Linked DNA regions of Mus musculus: all the other regions are linked to region 2. Evidence: chromatin contacts called from public HiChIP or PLAC-seq and promoter capture Hi-C data. All regions are on one chromosome and are shown on one strand. The core of a region is the stretch at or near the end of the contact, and the rest is flanking DNA. Distances in the headings are between cores, read along the strand shown.

Region 1 (4,933 bases), core at 350-2,849, 560 kb after region 2:
GGTCATGGATGAAATGTAGCAGAGGGCAATGTAAATGTTTGAAGTAATACAAGCCATCCATTCATAAGCAGGCAAAGACCAAATCCTACTGGCTGTCTTAGAGAGCAAAAGCTTAGATGGGACTATGTCTTTCATAAGCCAACCTACCAATTCTCAGTCTAGAGCTGCGGCCACTAACTCCTAACACCAACCTAAATCATCCCAGGGTCAGTTACTAGGAAACTAGAGACCAACACTTAATCCAGAGTCCAGAAAAATTCTTCAGAGTGGCACACCCCAAACTGTTCACTCTACCCTGCCTTCACGTTCCTGCAATAATCCCCAGCAAAAGCCTTGGTCTTAGACTCCTTCCACTCCTGGCTTTGGTCACCTGACTAACCAGGTGCATCCCCTATGGTCTGGCACAGAATTTTTGAGGACTCAGAAATGAAAGCAAAGGTTTTTTTGTTTCGTTTTATTCTGTTTTTAATTTTGTTTTTAATGACACAGACTAGCACCAATGTGTTAACATATAATACTGTTACTTGGAGACTAGATCATCCCCCAACTGCATTACAAAGTCATTAACTGACTTCAGCCTAGTTCTGCCACTCCTTGTCATATGTTTATGGAGCATTTACCGCCTGCTGGTCAGCAGGCAGCACGCCTTCACTGGCATCTGTGCACACATGAAAAGGGTTAACATGTGGCTTGGATGCCCCTACCACCTCCGGACTTTCAGCTCTAGACCTTGTTCTTGAAATATATATTCTTTCTCCTGCTGAAGGGCTTACTCCCCTCTCTTGCAGTGCAGGAACACCTCCCTGCCTCTCACTACAAAGCATAAAGGAAACCCAGGGGGCAATGAAACACCAAGGTGACTGAACACGGATGGCAGAGACCCCATAAGCACCAAGGTGTGGGCTTTCATTTAAGGGATTAATCCTTCAATTCTATATCAACCATCGACCACAAATGGAATATTTTACACTACACACTACACACACACACACACACACACACACACACACACACACTAATAACCAACAAGAAGGACTTAATAAAAACAAAACCAGCAGACATCAGGGAGTCCAGAAACCCCCTGATTTCCGTAGATTAGCTTTTCTAGAAATAAACTTACCTTCTGACTTTGATCTGATTTGTTATTAAAGGGAGTTCATATCATTTGAGTCTCAGCCTCCACTCGTGGCATTCTTCCCATGATGGGGTGGAGGGCAGAGAGCGGAGTACATTACAGCTAATGCCAAAGGAGACTTTCTGCACGGTTAACTGCTGTCCGAGGTATTCCCTCAACGCCTAAGTAAACCTGAGATAACTGCTTTGAAAATACTGCACTGCCACAGACCCCCCCTCTGCTGGCACCTGTCTGTCTGATGGCCTCTGCCAGCTCCACCACCACCCCTGTAACCAGACTTACCTGCTGGGCTGCCTCGTGGAAGAGTTCTTGCGGAGACCTCTGGGCCATTCTCCAGGAAGTGAGGTTCTGATACTTTTATCTAGATAGGGAGACCACTCTGGAAAGCAAACATCACTCTGTCAGGCCAGGCCCTCCCTCCCTCCCTTGCTGCTTCTTGCCTGTCCAGCTTCCTCTGCACTGAGAAAGGTCGTGGGTGAAGTAGAAACCTTGTTGGCCCCATCTGGGGACTCCTCCCCACTGCTCTCTTCAGAACCTCATTTATGGTTCAGAGCCCGCCTGATCATTTCCCGTTGTCCTGGGGTCACAGGAACTCCTATAGTTCACTCCCTACTCCCTGAACTCCTGAATATTGGGGAATGGTCTAGGCTGACTGCTCAGCTGCCTAGCCCTTAAAGACATAGTCCTACACTCTTTTCCCCAGTGCCTTGGGAACCCTTTGTTCAGAGCAAGGACATTTGGGGTCTTGCTGGAACCCGTGTCTGGTGGTGAGTGCAGGCAGAGTGTACTGGAGGCAGAGCCAGAGGGCTGGCGGCTGTCTTGAGAGGCCCCTGGACCCTGGCCAGAATAGGGCAGGTAAGAAAAAGATGTCAGAAAAGTACAGTTCTGGCCCACCAGAGGAGTTGATCTGGCTTTCCTGAGGCCAGGGACCTTGCCCCATGACATTTGAAAGAAAAAAGAGAGGGAGGGAGAAGGGCTGAGGCAACTGGCCGTGCTCCCCATCCTGCAGGAGACTCGTGGGGAGAGGAATAGGGCAAGATTCCTTTGGGACACATCACCCTAAAAAGATCTGAGGGCTGCGGGATGAGGCTCTGGGCACCAGAGTCAGGTCCTTGCGACCCCAGCCACTCTTCCCCTCCACAGAGCAGTGCCCGCACCCTCACCTGCTCCTACTCAGGCTCCGGAGGCCACGCCCGCCCCACCCGGTCCTGCCACGTGGCCGCAAGCGCTCCTGGCCACCTGCCCTGCATCTCGGGCGACCCCGCCCCAGCGTCCGGACTCGAGCATCTGGACTAGAGACCCAGGCCCTGAGCACCCCCTGTCCGAAGGGCGGTGGTTCAGTCAGGTGACACCGAACTGGCAGGAAATGGAGCTTCCAGAATGCGGCCCGGGCATGCTGAGAGGCGGGGGTGGGGGGCTGACCCTCACCACTTCAGCAGGACCACTGAGCCACCTCGGGTTGCAGGACGAGGGGTGGGAATTAACATACAGAGAGATTAAATTATCTCCATTTTCAATCTGGCATAGTTCCTAAACCTTAAATAACTTGCCAGGCTTCCATGTGGGTTTCTGAGAAACAGGAGGGCAGCTGGGAGTACTTCCCACGCCCACAAGCCTTTGTGTGGAATCCCTAAAAATAGAGGCTGTTCTTTTAAAACAAAAGGGAAGGCAAAGCCCGGGAACACTGGTGGCGCCCTCTCCTCTCTTTGCTGCTCCAGGGAAGTTGTTCCTGTGAAGGTGTCTTATGTAAAGTTTGCAGTCTGGGCCATTTTAACAGTGTGGAAAATCTTGCTCCCAGTGTTTGGTGCTCAAAGATCCATCATCACTACACCCAAGACGTTTTTTTCATCACCCCATACAGAAAACACACATTCTGCCACTCCCCACCCATGGTGTCCCCATGCACTGTCTGTCTTTCTGTCTACTCTGAATATAACTGGCCTCTAAATGGAATACAACAACATTTATTATCGTTTTGTGCCTGGCTTGTCACACGTGAGCAGCACACCCCCAAAGTCCTTTCTATGTTGTATACATCAGCATACAAGCAGATTGGGTTTTCATTCCTTTGTGGGGTTTTGTTTTCAGTTTTGGCTTTACAATGCTGGGAGTGGAACCCAGGGCTTTGTCTTTTTGTTTTTGGGACTGCTTTCCCACGGAGTTATATCCCCAGCTTGTAGAGGAGTGTTAATAGCCCATCTCTGCAAAAAGCAAAACCCCCATTTCCACCAGAATGAATCACAGATTACCTGTCTTTGAGAAGAGGATGGACAGACAGAAGGATGGCATATTGCTAAGACTCATGACGTGGGCATCTCATCACCTGCACGGCCGGCTGGGAAAGCCTTCTTTCTTCGTCACTTTTTAGGTGGTTATAGGACACTCTTTTACTTTGCCTTTAACTAGGTTCCTGATTGCTGTCAACATCTGGGGAGCCTACTGCTAAGTATCAGCCAGAACTTTAAGAAATCCACACAGGAGAAAAGGAGACTCACCCCTCTTTTTTACCATTACTTCCTGCAATAAACTCTTTTCTAAATAAATGAAAAAAGAGTTTCCTTGAAAGCCTGTCTTCTAAACCTTAGGATAAATGTGTCCATATCTTTTTTTTTTTCATTTTATGGTTAAATAGAGAAACTCAGTTGTTTGTAAAGAAAAAGTATGTCCTGCTTTATGCCAACTTAACTTATAACCTGAAAATATGACAACAAAAACTAACAAAAAAAATGGGAGTGGTGTCGCACATCTTTAATCTTCGCACTAGAGAGGCAGAGGATAGCCTGGTTTAAAAAGTGAGTTACAAAGCTGGGCGTGGTGGCACACGCACGCACGCATGCACACCTTTAATCCCAGCACTTGGGAGGCAGAGGCAGGAGGATTTCTGAGTTCAAAGCCAGCTTGGTCTACAAAGTGAGTTCCAGGACAGCCAGGGCTACACAGAGAAACCCTGTCTCGAAAAACAAAACAGAAAAGTGAGTTACAGGACAGCCAGGACAGACAGAGAAACCTTCTCTCGAAAAACCAACCAAACAAACAAAACAAAACACCAAATAAACAAACGAAAGACCCAAAATGCTTGTGCCAAAAAATAGTATCTTCCATATTCTTAGAATGGACCATCTCCATTTCTAAGCTGCGATCCTCTGTGGCCTAAGAGAAGGGTGTCCATTGCCTTATTTACCTCTAATACTTGAAAGCATGAGAACCTAAAGTCCATTGGCAGAAGATGGATTAATTTAGGACAGCCAGTGCTTTAAATCAGGTGGTTTCCCATGTACTGACACGAACCTCGCCCATCACATAATGAATACAAACAGCAAGTTGCAGGACACCGTGAGTGATGTGCTGTAGCCCATATATGTGTCTATAGATGTATCGTGTGCACGGGAAACACCATCAATCTATTGGGTTTGTTTCTCTCTAGAAGGAGGAACCAGGGTTGTAAAATAGGAGTGGAAACCCACTTTGGTGGATACATCTAGAGTTTTACTGACTTGTTTTTCTTACAAGTACATGTTGGTTTAGATTCTGATGGAGGAAAATGAGTAAGAGTTAAAAAGACAGATAAAGTGGGGCCGATGGTATTTCCCCAAGATGGCTGCACTAATACATTCATTCTACCGAGTCTGCTTTTCGTAAAATAGGAAATGAGATTCCCTCGGGAGGTGGGACCTTGTTCTCATTGACCAGTGTGGGCTTTTGCGAGTGTCTCGGCTGACGGAAGAAATAACACTGTTTGGCTTCACACGCTAACAAATAAAGGCGATGGGTGTTCTGGCTGCTAGACTCCAAATTCAG
Region 2 (4,971 bases), core at 2,403-4,902:
TGCTATGTTAAATAGGCACCTCTGTTAGCCATTTGCCCTGGGTTTGAGACCTTAACAATATCACTAGATGCTTTTTAATCATGCATCAATGTGAATTGTTCCTATTTAATCAACTTCCTTATTTGAAGTGATATTTCATTTTTGCTCTAAACAGTATTATAAGGACACCTACCCATACCTGCATCCCAAGGGCAGATTCCTAGAGTGGAGGGTCTTCCCTGGGAGGATCTCTGAACTTGGAAGCTCATCTGCTACCAGTAGCTTCATCCCCTTTGAGAGGAGCAGGGTGCTGGGTTTTGTTTAGGATTATGAAAAGCACCCTCTGGAACTTGGAATTTCATGATTCCCAACTGTTTACCTCTGTTTACATTTTCTGAATTAACTTAATTCTTTTATATGAAAAAAAAAAAAGCCCTGGCTCAGAGTATAACAAACTAATACCTTTGATTCTTGGGCTATGTACTAATATACAGAGTCTATAAATAGAACTGTATTTTGTGGTTCCGTATTGCAAGGTAATAGATTGCTGTAATGAGAGGCTGGGTTAAGAGCCACAGTGAATGTGAATGCCGGATAGACTGCTTTTCTCTGAGACCTTGTACAACTTATATAAATAAATTCTTTTTCTTGTTTGTTTGAGGGTTTTATTTTCCTGGAAAATAGAAATGACCCTGGAATCTATTCATGGAGAATTTTGCAAAGCATAAATGAGTTGACATATGTAAACCACTCAGGCTGCTTTGTTGTAAGTGCTAGGGAAGTGTTTGGTTGTTGTGGATCATCCCGAAGTCCCGAGGGTCATGTTGAAATGACTTCAGCAGTCCCTTAATCATGTGGGAAGTTAAGGCACACACTTTCCGAGTCACTCCAAAATTTTAGGACTACCAGAATTCACCAGGTGTCAAAGACACAGTATCAAAAAAAATTTTTTTAATTAAGACAAAAAGTAGAGTACTTCAGTTGTTTTAATTGGTTCCATGTTAGAGTGGAGATAATATTCTGCAAGTCCTTGTTGTGTTGAGTAAATTTGGGACTAGTGCTCATAGAAAATTCTAGATGACGCTAGGTAGATTCAGGTTTCCAGATATTTTACAGTCCAGCTTGGGAACTGATCCGTAAGTGTGAAACAGTTATAGCAAACGAACAAGAAAAGGAAGAATTTGTCATCAAGATCAAGAATGCTGGCATTGTGAGTTCCTATCTGATTGCTAATTAATGTAATTAAGCAGATGCTAATGGGGTCATCTGGGAGGCTTCCCAAAGCACAGAACACAGGTTAGGGCTTTTAAAGGACTGCAATTCCAAGTGAATAAAGGAGCAGAAACATGCAGTGGACCACAAAGAAAGTAGGGCTGCCCAATCTATTTATTCCCTGGGGCTCAGTGGGCATGAAGTGAAGCTAGTTCAAACTGAGATGCCCCTCTGCTGCACACACCAGCTTAATTTAAAAAAAAAAAAAAAAGTAGAGTGCCACAATTGTTTGAATTGGGTTCCGTGTTAGAGTGGAGATGATATTCTGCAAGTCCTTGTTGTGCTGAGTACTATACATTGTACTTTGGCCTCTTTTTATTTTTTTAGTGGAAATTAGGGAGATGACATCATACTATCTATAGCAGATGACTTGGCCTTTGAAAGGGGGAGGGTAGTGAAAGCAGAATGCACCTGCCTCTTTGTTTGGAAAAGTTAGAGCGAGTTGGACTGGATCCGGCCAGCGGAGAGCACAGCTCTTTGGAAAAAAAAATCTAGGACAACGGGGGACCCGGCAAACTGGAATTTCCTCCTAGATTCCTGAAACTAAATTTTGACCAAAAATCCTTTCCCGTGGTAGCCACTTACTTACATCTGGTGCTCACAGATGTCTACTGGGATTCTGGGGACCCTCTACCACTCAGGGGACCCAAGTCCATCTCAAACCACAACTTGGTAATCAACAACCAAGAGCCAAGAGCTAGGTCCAGCTGGTCTTATTCTATCAGAGTCTGTCTGAGTATCCAAGCAAATCCAGAAGACTTTGTAAGACGTCCAAGGGGTTTCCTATGACCCCTCCAGGCCAGATGGAAGTTCAGTTCAGTTCAAATCTGAAGCCAGGTGTAGACACCTAGTGTGGTCCAGTCAAACTGAGAACTATGAATTCCACACGGGCTTAGCAAGGCCTGGGCTCCCAGACTGTGTCTGACTCCTAGTCATGGGTAATTCCTCCAAAGACCCCTTCTCCGTTTAAAATGTAGATGGAGCCATGGATTAGGTTCCTGTGTGTGTGTGTGTGTGTGTGTGTGTGTGTGTGTGTGTGTGTGTGTGTGTTGTCTTTTATACACATCTTCTGAAGTGCTCTCAAGTCAAAATAAAAATCAATGGGACACTGAGACTGTCCCTTGGCAGGGTGTGGAGATGGATTTTATTTGGGCAACTGGGGCCCTGTCTGAAAGAGTAACATAAATATCAAAAGTTTTGTTGCTCCCTTTCATTGGGCCCCTAACACACTGTGTGAACTCTGGGTCCTATTAAAGGAGTCTTTCCAAAAGGCCTTGCTAAGTATTATGGGAAACCACAAAGAGAATACAGCCAAAGTGCACAGGGCCAGATATGGCTGTGTGGAGTTCCAGTTTGGGTACCTTGCTTGAAGCTGCTTTATTTCAGTAGCTCGGATAGACTGGGCACAGTGTCACACCACAGTCCTAACGCTGGGACTGAAGCCAGGAGGTCAAGGCCAGCCTGGGCAGCACAGGGAGGGAAGGGGACAAGGTACTCACATGGAAGCCTTTACTCTGCAGACCCTGAGCATCTGTGCTCTCTGGCCACAAAGGGCCATGGTGGCACCTTTACTTTATGACCTCTGTCCCTGTGGAACTGTCAACCTGTGACCTGAAGCTTCATCTTAGGTAGCTTACCACTGGGATCTAAATTAAAAACAGCAGACTCCCATTCCCTGCCTCTTCCCTTGGCCATTCCCACTCATCCTGAGCACCCACCCATCCCACTCACCCAAAGGCGGGGATCAGCTTCTGTCCTGAGGTCTCGCCATCCACAGCTCCTGCCTCTCCCAGGACCCACCACCTCCACAGTTATGGCCCCCATCTCAGGTGTGTCTAGGGACCCCTCTTTGGATACATTGTAGATCTGATTGTGGGCCGTTGTTCTAAGTCAGTTCAGGGATAGGCCTAGAGACATGGCTGAGCAGTTAAGTCCAAGAAGTCTTGGGTTTGATGTGCAGCACCCACTTGTCAGCTCACAACTGTCTGGGAACTTCAGTTCTAGGGTATCTGACTCCCTCTTTTGGTCTCCATGGGAACTGCATGCATGCAGTACAAAGACATGCACACAAGTGAAAACACCCATACACATAAATAGTAACAACAAAGGTTAAAAAAAAGAAAAGCCAGCAACAACCCTGCTTGTTCATTTGTGTTCTGTCAGAGTCAGAAGCCTCAGCAACCCTTGTAAGGTTTGTTTCAAGCTTTCTAATTTTTAATCTCCCAGTTCCTTGTGATTTGGTTTAGAAATTCTGTCCCTTCAGCCTAACAAATAGTGCTTCCATTTGAGAGCGTCAGCAGCCAGCCATACTACACTGACTCCCTCTCTCCTCACACAGCTAGTGATCCGGCTCAGTCCCAGGGAGGTGGTCAGGTCTAAATTTAACTCTGACCCTTCTGCCAGCGAGGCAAGCCAGAGCTTTGAGAGCAAAACCAGAGCTGGGCTGTTCCCAGGGAGTGTGTATGTGTGGGAGAGGGGAGGGGGAAGGGAGGGGGATGGGCCTTTCCAAGAGCCTAAGCTGCCCTGGGAGAAGATGAGGAGGCAGTGGGGGGCGGGGCGGGACCACAGGTATCACTGTTGGCCTTTATCCTAGCTTGTCTGAGTCGCTCAGAGAAAGTCCCTCACACTCTCCGGCCCTCCCAGATTCCTCCCATTGTAAAATGTCCATGACATAACTCAGTGGCTTGTAATTGCCATGGCTACTTGCCAAACATTATGCTACAATTATGTGTTCACCTTTGTCTCCTAATCCAAAGACAACCGGTCACAGGTTAGAGAGATACACAACCTGCTCATTGTGCTATGTTGATAGCTTGCCACCACCGGCTCCAGGCTTGAGTCGGTTGGCATCTTCTTCTGTATCCGTGGGTGCATATGGCAGAGACGGGGCGGGACCAGTGTCTGAAGTCCTGGTTGTAGAATGGCTGTGTCAAGACGGGCACTAGGAGCAGAGCACTGAAGGCAGTTTAGCCCCATGTGTAAGTACGGTCCGTCGCATTCAGCACTCTGTGCCGTAGAATGCGTCTGTGTGATGCTTCTGGCCTTGGGTCAGGTTATGATTCAATGGGATCATCTCTGTGTTTCTATCTGATCTCTGACAGATGCTTAGCAAGCAGTCCTATGAGTTCCTGTGTCTTTACAAAGTGCCTTCACTGGAAGTTAAGAGGCAAAAAAGAGCCCAAAGCTTTTGTGGGGAAATGCCTGGTTAGTATCACAAGTGGACTTGACTGGGAGGGAGTGTAGGCCAGCCAGCTATCTGGGGCTTAGCTGTCTCTTCTCTTCTCTCTCTCTCTCTCTCTCTCTCTCTCTCTCTCTCTCTCTCTCTCTCCCTCCCTCCCTCCCTCTCTCCCTCTCTCTCTCCCTCCCTCCCTCCCTCTCTCCCTCTCTCTCTTCCTCTCTCTCTTCCTCTCCCTCTCCCTCTCCCCCCCTCGCTCTCTCGCTCTCAGTAAACGATCTAATCATGAGCAGTTCTTTTAGCGCTGAGTTTCTCGCTGGCATCAGTGCTCCCTAAGTGTGCCAGCTCTGTCTGGTAACCTGACTTCCATAGGCCAGTTCCTTCCACAGTCTGCTCTAGAGAACATAGGTGGTTGTGAGGATTTAGGTGAAAACACAGAGTTCCTGGCTCCCGAGCTCAGAGGATGCAGGCAGACTCTAGCTCGAGGGCTGTAACGTTCTCCCCAGCGCCAGGTGTTTTTTGTCCTTACAAGGCCTTCATTCCGA
Region 3 (4,318 bases), core at 580-3,079, 760 kb after region 2:
TGGTCCCCAGTTTGGGGAAGCTTAGAAGGTGTGGCCTTGCAGTGGAAGTGAGTCACTGGTGGCTGTCTTGAGAGTTTATAAAAGACTCATGCCATCTCAGGTTAGCTCTCTCTGCCTCCTGTTTGTGGCTTAAGATGTGAGCCCTCGGGCTGGAGAGAGTGCTGGCTGCTCTTCCAGAGGTCCTGAGTTCAATTCCCAGCAAACACATGGTGGCTCACAACCATCTATAATGAGATCTGATGCCCTCTTCTGGTGTGTCTGAAGACAGCTACAGTGTACTCACATGCATTAAATAAATAAATCCTTAATAATAATAATAATAATAATAATAAAAGATGTGAGCCCTCAGCCATCAGTTTCTAGCTCCACTTGCCAAGCCTGCCTGCTGCCTCACGTCCCTAGTGATGAACTCCTATTCCTCAGGAATTGTAGCCCCAAATGAACCCCTCTTCCTGGACTTCTTTGGTCCTGGCAATAGAAAAACACCTAAAATGGGATACAACCATGGTAGCTGGGAGTCATGGTCACAGGAGTAGGCAGTTGATGGTTATTGTTCATCCAAAGCCAGGGAGAGAGGGAGAGAGAGGGAGAGAGAGGGAGAGAGAGAGAGAGAGAGAGAGAGAGAGAGAGAGAGAGAGAGAGAGATGTTTTTCCTTTTCCCATTCTTATTAAGTTGATATTCTCAGCCCATGGAAGGGCCCTACCTTCTTTCAGGCCGAGTCAAACCTCTCTGGAAGTATCCTCAGATATCTGGCCACTTCTGTGTCTCTTAGGTGATTTAAAATCCATTTTAAATGACAATAAAGATTGACTATGCCAGGCAGTGGTGGCGCATGCCTTTAATCCCAGTACTTGGGAGGTAGAGACAGGCAGATTTCTGAGTTCAAGTCCAGCCTGGTCTATAGAGTGAGTTCCAGGACAGCCAGGGCTACACAGAGAAACCCTGTCTGGAAAAAAAAAAAAAAGATTGACTATTACACTCTATTTTTAAAGGCTTACATGTATATATGAGTATGTGCCTTCATGTACAGATGAGAACTACATCAGAGTAGTACCCAAGGAGGACGGAAGAGGGCACTGGATCCTCTGGAACTGGAGTTACATTTGGTTGTGAGCTGCTGTGTGGGTGCTTGGAACTGAACTGCCAGATCCCCTAAAAGAACGGTAACCACTCCTAACCAATGAGCGTGTCTGCAGGCCCTCACACTCTGCAGGAGTAGGACTGATGTATTCCCCCTCCCTCCATGCCTCCCTCCAGTGGAAAGCCCCGCTCCAATCTGCTTACTTTGCTCAGGTCTTAAGTCTGATCTCCACGTTGGCACAAGGCCAGTTTTACCAATAAGACCCTGCTTTGTCTGTCTATGTGATGTCTCGAATTCTCAAAGAAAGCTGCTCAAGAATTGGCACACGCCTTTAATCCCAGCACTCGGGAAGCAGAGGCAGGCGGATTTCTGAGTTCGAGGCCAGCCTGGTCTACAAAGTGAGTTCCAGGACAGCCAGAGCTATATGGAGAAACCCTGTCTCGGAAAAAAAAAAAAAAAAAAAAGAATTTCGTTATTTTAGTCTAATGAGAGAGAAAGAGAAAGAGAAAGAGAAAGAGAAAGAGAAAGAGAAAGAGAAAGAGAAAGAGAAAGAGAAAGAGAGATGGGAGGGAGAGAGAGAGAGAGTCATGTCCAGCCTGGCAGTGTGAGTACTTTGCTACCAGAGAAGCAGGAAATTTATTTGGGGGAAAAAAAGCCACACAGCTGCGTTCCCTCTGTTCAGGGCTTAACACATTCCTCACAGTGAGCAGACATTCTTCCCTAGGATACGGAATGTGGCATTCAGTGAGCATATTCCCCACCTGCTCACCTTCCTTGTGGCTCTCACATTACTCACAAGGAAGAGGCCTGTCTCTGAGAGGGAGTGTTTGACTCAGTGCGGTCTAACTCTCGATTTAGCTGGTTCTGGCCGGAGAACTTGGCAGCTTCGCCAACGTCCTTGGCTGGCACATGGAAGACGTTTTCAATGTGAGGCTCAGTGGGGACGTAAGGGTTAATGTGTACATGCAAATGGGCACACGTCAAGGGTGCACATGCAAGTGCACACATACCAAATCCCATGTTTATCATGTTCTCTGGCTGCGATTCAAAACAAGGGACTACCTGTTGCCGGCTAGGTGCTCATCTTCGAAGTGGCTCTGGAGAAGTCCCTGCTCTGTGTCATTTTAAAACGGAAGGTTGTTCAAGTTGCACCACGTCTTCAGAGGTGTGCAGACCAGGAGGGGAGCTATTAAATCCAGTCGGCCTGCATCAATAGCCCGTGGTTGCCAACTGCAGGTTGGTTGGTGTTCTGGGAAGCACAGCATACAGCTTTCTAATCAAAGGGCCCATTGTTCCAGATCCCAATTATCCCAGCCCGGCTTGTCACGAACTCTGAGGTGCACACCCTGCCTACTCTGGAAAGTGGTCATGTGTTTAGGAGATTCAAGCCTTGTCACGTTATCTCAACCCCTTGGAGGATTAGGATACACGCAGAGGCAGCTAGCTGGCAGCTTCCTGGTAGAGCTTTTACCAGTTTTCCCCTAAATGTGCACAGACTCAAAGAGGGAAAGGCCTCTCAAGTCGATCAGACAGTGAAAGCACGTGAATCCAGCAAGTACCCAGTAAACAGTCACTGCCTTTGAAAAACCTCCAGACCAGGCACTCCCCCAACCTTTGTCTTACTATTACTGTGTAAGAGATTACACGCCCCAAATTGGCCAGGTGTGGTGGTACACATTGTTAATCCCAGCACTCAGGAGGCAGAAGCAGATCTCTGTGAGTTCAAGGCCAGCCTGGTCTACATGTTGTGTTCTAGGACAGCCAGAGTTACACAGACAATCTTGTCTCAGGAGAGGAAGAAAGGAAAGGAGGGAGGGAGGGAGGGAGGGAGGGAGGGAGGGAGGGAGGGAGGGAGGGAGGGAGGAAGGAAGGAAGGAAGGAAGGAAGAAAGGAAGGAGAGAGGGAGAGAGAACAGAGAGGGAGAGGAGGGGAGAGGGAGGGGAGGAAGGGATGAAAGAAAAAGAAAACCTCCTCAAAATATAGTGTCTTAAAATGACACAGTTCTTACCATCTTGAGTCTCTGTGGGACTGGAATCCAGGTGCAGCTTTTCTGGATGCGCTGGCTTCAGGTTCGTCAAAAAGCCACAGTTATGCCAAAGCTCCCTTAAAGACATATCTTTAAGATTCAGTTCCTCGAGGGCTTTGGCACTGAGGGTCCCTGTTTCTAACAGTGCAGGTCAAACCACACCACAGAAACTTTAAATCGAGGATAAGCAGCAATGCCCCACTCACCCTCCCCACCCCCAACACACTGCTTCGAGTCCAAGGATATCTTAAAGGTGTAGAACTACACAATTGCATTTGTATCTCTTTCTATGATGTCTTCAACGATTCATCCACTCGGTGACTAGACTTGGACTTGTCCAGTATCAAGCACTATTCTCTTCCCCCTTCCCTTTCTCCCTCTTGCTCTGGCCCCGCTTGCTCGCTCTGGACTCTGCTTGCTCCCGGCTCTACTTGCCCTGAGCCCTGTTCAATCCGGGGCCCCGAAACAAGCACCATTTTGGGTAATAGGAATAGAGAAATAGGATGATAAAACAAAGTAACCTGATTATGGAGTTCACAATCCAAGAGAGAAGATAGAAAATATACAAGGGGAGAAGGATTACATAGCAACTAGTCTCTCTGTCTGTCTGTCTTTCGGATTTATTTAGGGGGCTGGAGAAATAGCTCAGCAGTTAAAAGCACTTGTTTATTCCTTTTTCTTTCTTTCTTTTTGAGAATTGGTATTTTATTTATTTTTATGTACACTGGCATTTTGCCTGCAATAGGTTTGTGTGAGGGTGTCAGATCCCCTGAAACTGCAGTTAAAGACAGTTGTAAACTGCCATGTGTGTTCTAGGAATTGAACTCAGGTCCTATGGAAGCAGCCAGTGTTCTTACCTGCTGAGCCATCTCTCCAGCCTCTGGTAGAAGACTTCACAGCCAGGCAGTGGAGGCACCTGCCTTTGATCCTAGTACTTGGGAAGGAGAGGCAGGTGAATCTCTGAGTTTGAGGTCAACTTGGGCTATAGAACAAGTTCCAGGACAGCCAGGGCTACACAGTGAGACCCAATTTGGAAAAACAAGCAAGCAAACAAGAAAGAGGACTGGAACCACTCTTTCCCCTATAAGTCCTAGTTCCTTTCCCTAACAAAACAGGAATTGAAATTATGTAGCAGATGAGATTATAAGAATCAGAAAGCTGGTTGAAGATGACAAAGACATCAATTAGCGATGCAGTTCAACTGCTGTCC

The links. Promoter capture Hi-C pulls out the DNA fragments that hold promoters and counts their contacts. HiChIP or PLAC-seq counts read pairs in DNA pulled down with a chosen protein or histone mark.
Region 1: a contact with region 2 is called in a promoter capture Hi-C map of embryonic stem cells, with 2.9 times the contacts expected there. The contact joins the promoter of Slc12a8 here to the enhancer-like site in region 2. A contact is called at or near these places in 3 of 39 promoter capture datasets (the C10 cell line, embryonic stem cells and pre-B cells), 2 of 115 datasets of contacts at active chromatin or transcription factors (embryonic limb bud and embryonic stem cells) and 1 of 9 other capture datasets (liver).
Region 3: an H3K27ac HiChIP or PLAC-seq map of extraembryonic endoderm stem cells shows a contact between it and region 2. The contact joins two enhancer-like sites. A contact is called at or near these places in 3 of 115 datasets of contacts at active chromatin or transcription factors (embryonic stem cells and extraembryonic endoderm stem cells) and 1 of 9 other capture datasets (embryonic stem cells).

Annotation. Positions count from the first base shown.
Region 1 is chr16:33,514,861-33,519,793 of GRCm38.p6, reverse strand. Slc12a8 (solute carrier family 12 (potassium/chloride transporters), member 8) reads right to left here and starts at 1,599. Exons shown (of 13, transcript NM_134251.3): 1 at 1,418-1,599. The coding sequence starts at 1,465.
Region 2 is chr16:34,080,997-34,085,967 of GRCm38.p6, reverse strand. The region is part of intron 34 of Kalrn (kalirin, RhoGEF kinase); the gene reads left to right. Among named protein-coding and RNA genes, the nearest start is that of Gm41448, 37 kb to the left of the region's middle. Within about 2 kb of position 3,652, at least 69 of the 459 cell types and tissues checked have an H3K27ac peak or open chromatin away from gene starts, as enhancers often do. A contact at or near this core is called in extraembryonic endoderm stem cells and liver, where this site is marked.
Region 3 is chr16:33,324,307-33,328,624 of GRCm38.p6, reverse strand. No RefSeq gene overlaps it. Among named protein-coding and RNA genes, the nearest start is that of 1700007L15Rik, 54 kb to the left of the region's middle. Within about 2 kb of position 1,829, at least 47 of the 459 cell types and tissues checked have an H3K27ac peak or open chromatin away from gene starts, as enhancers often do. A contact at or near this core is called in extraembryonic endoderm stem cells, where this site is marked.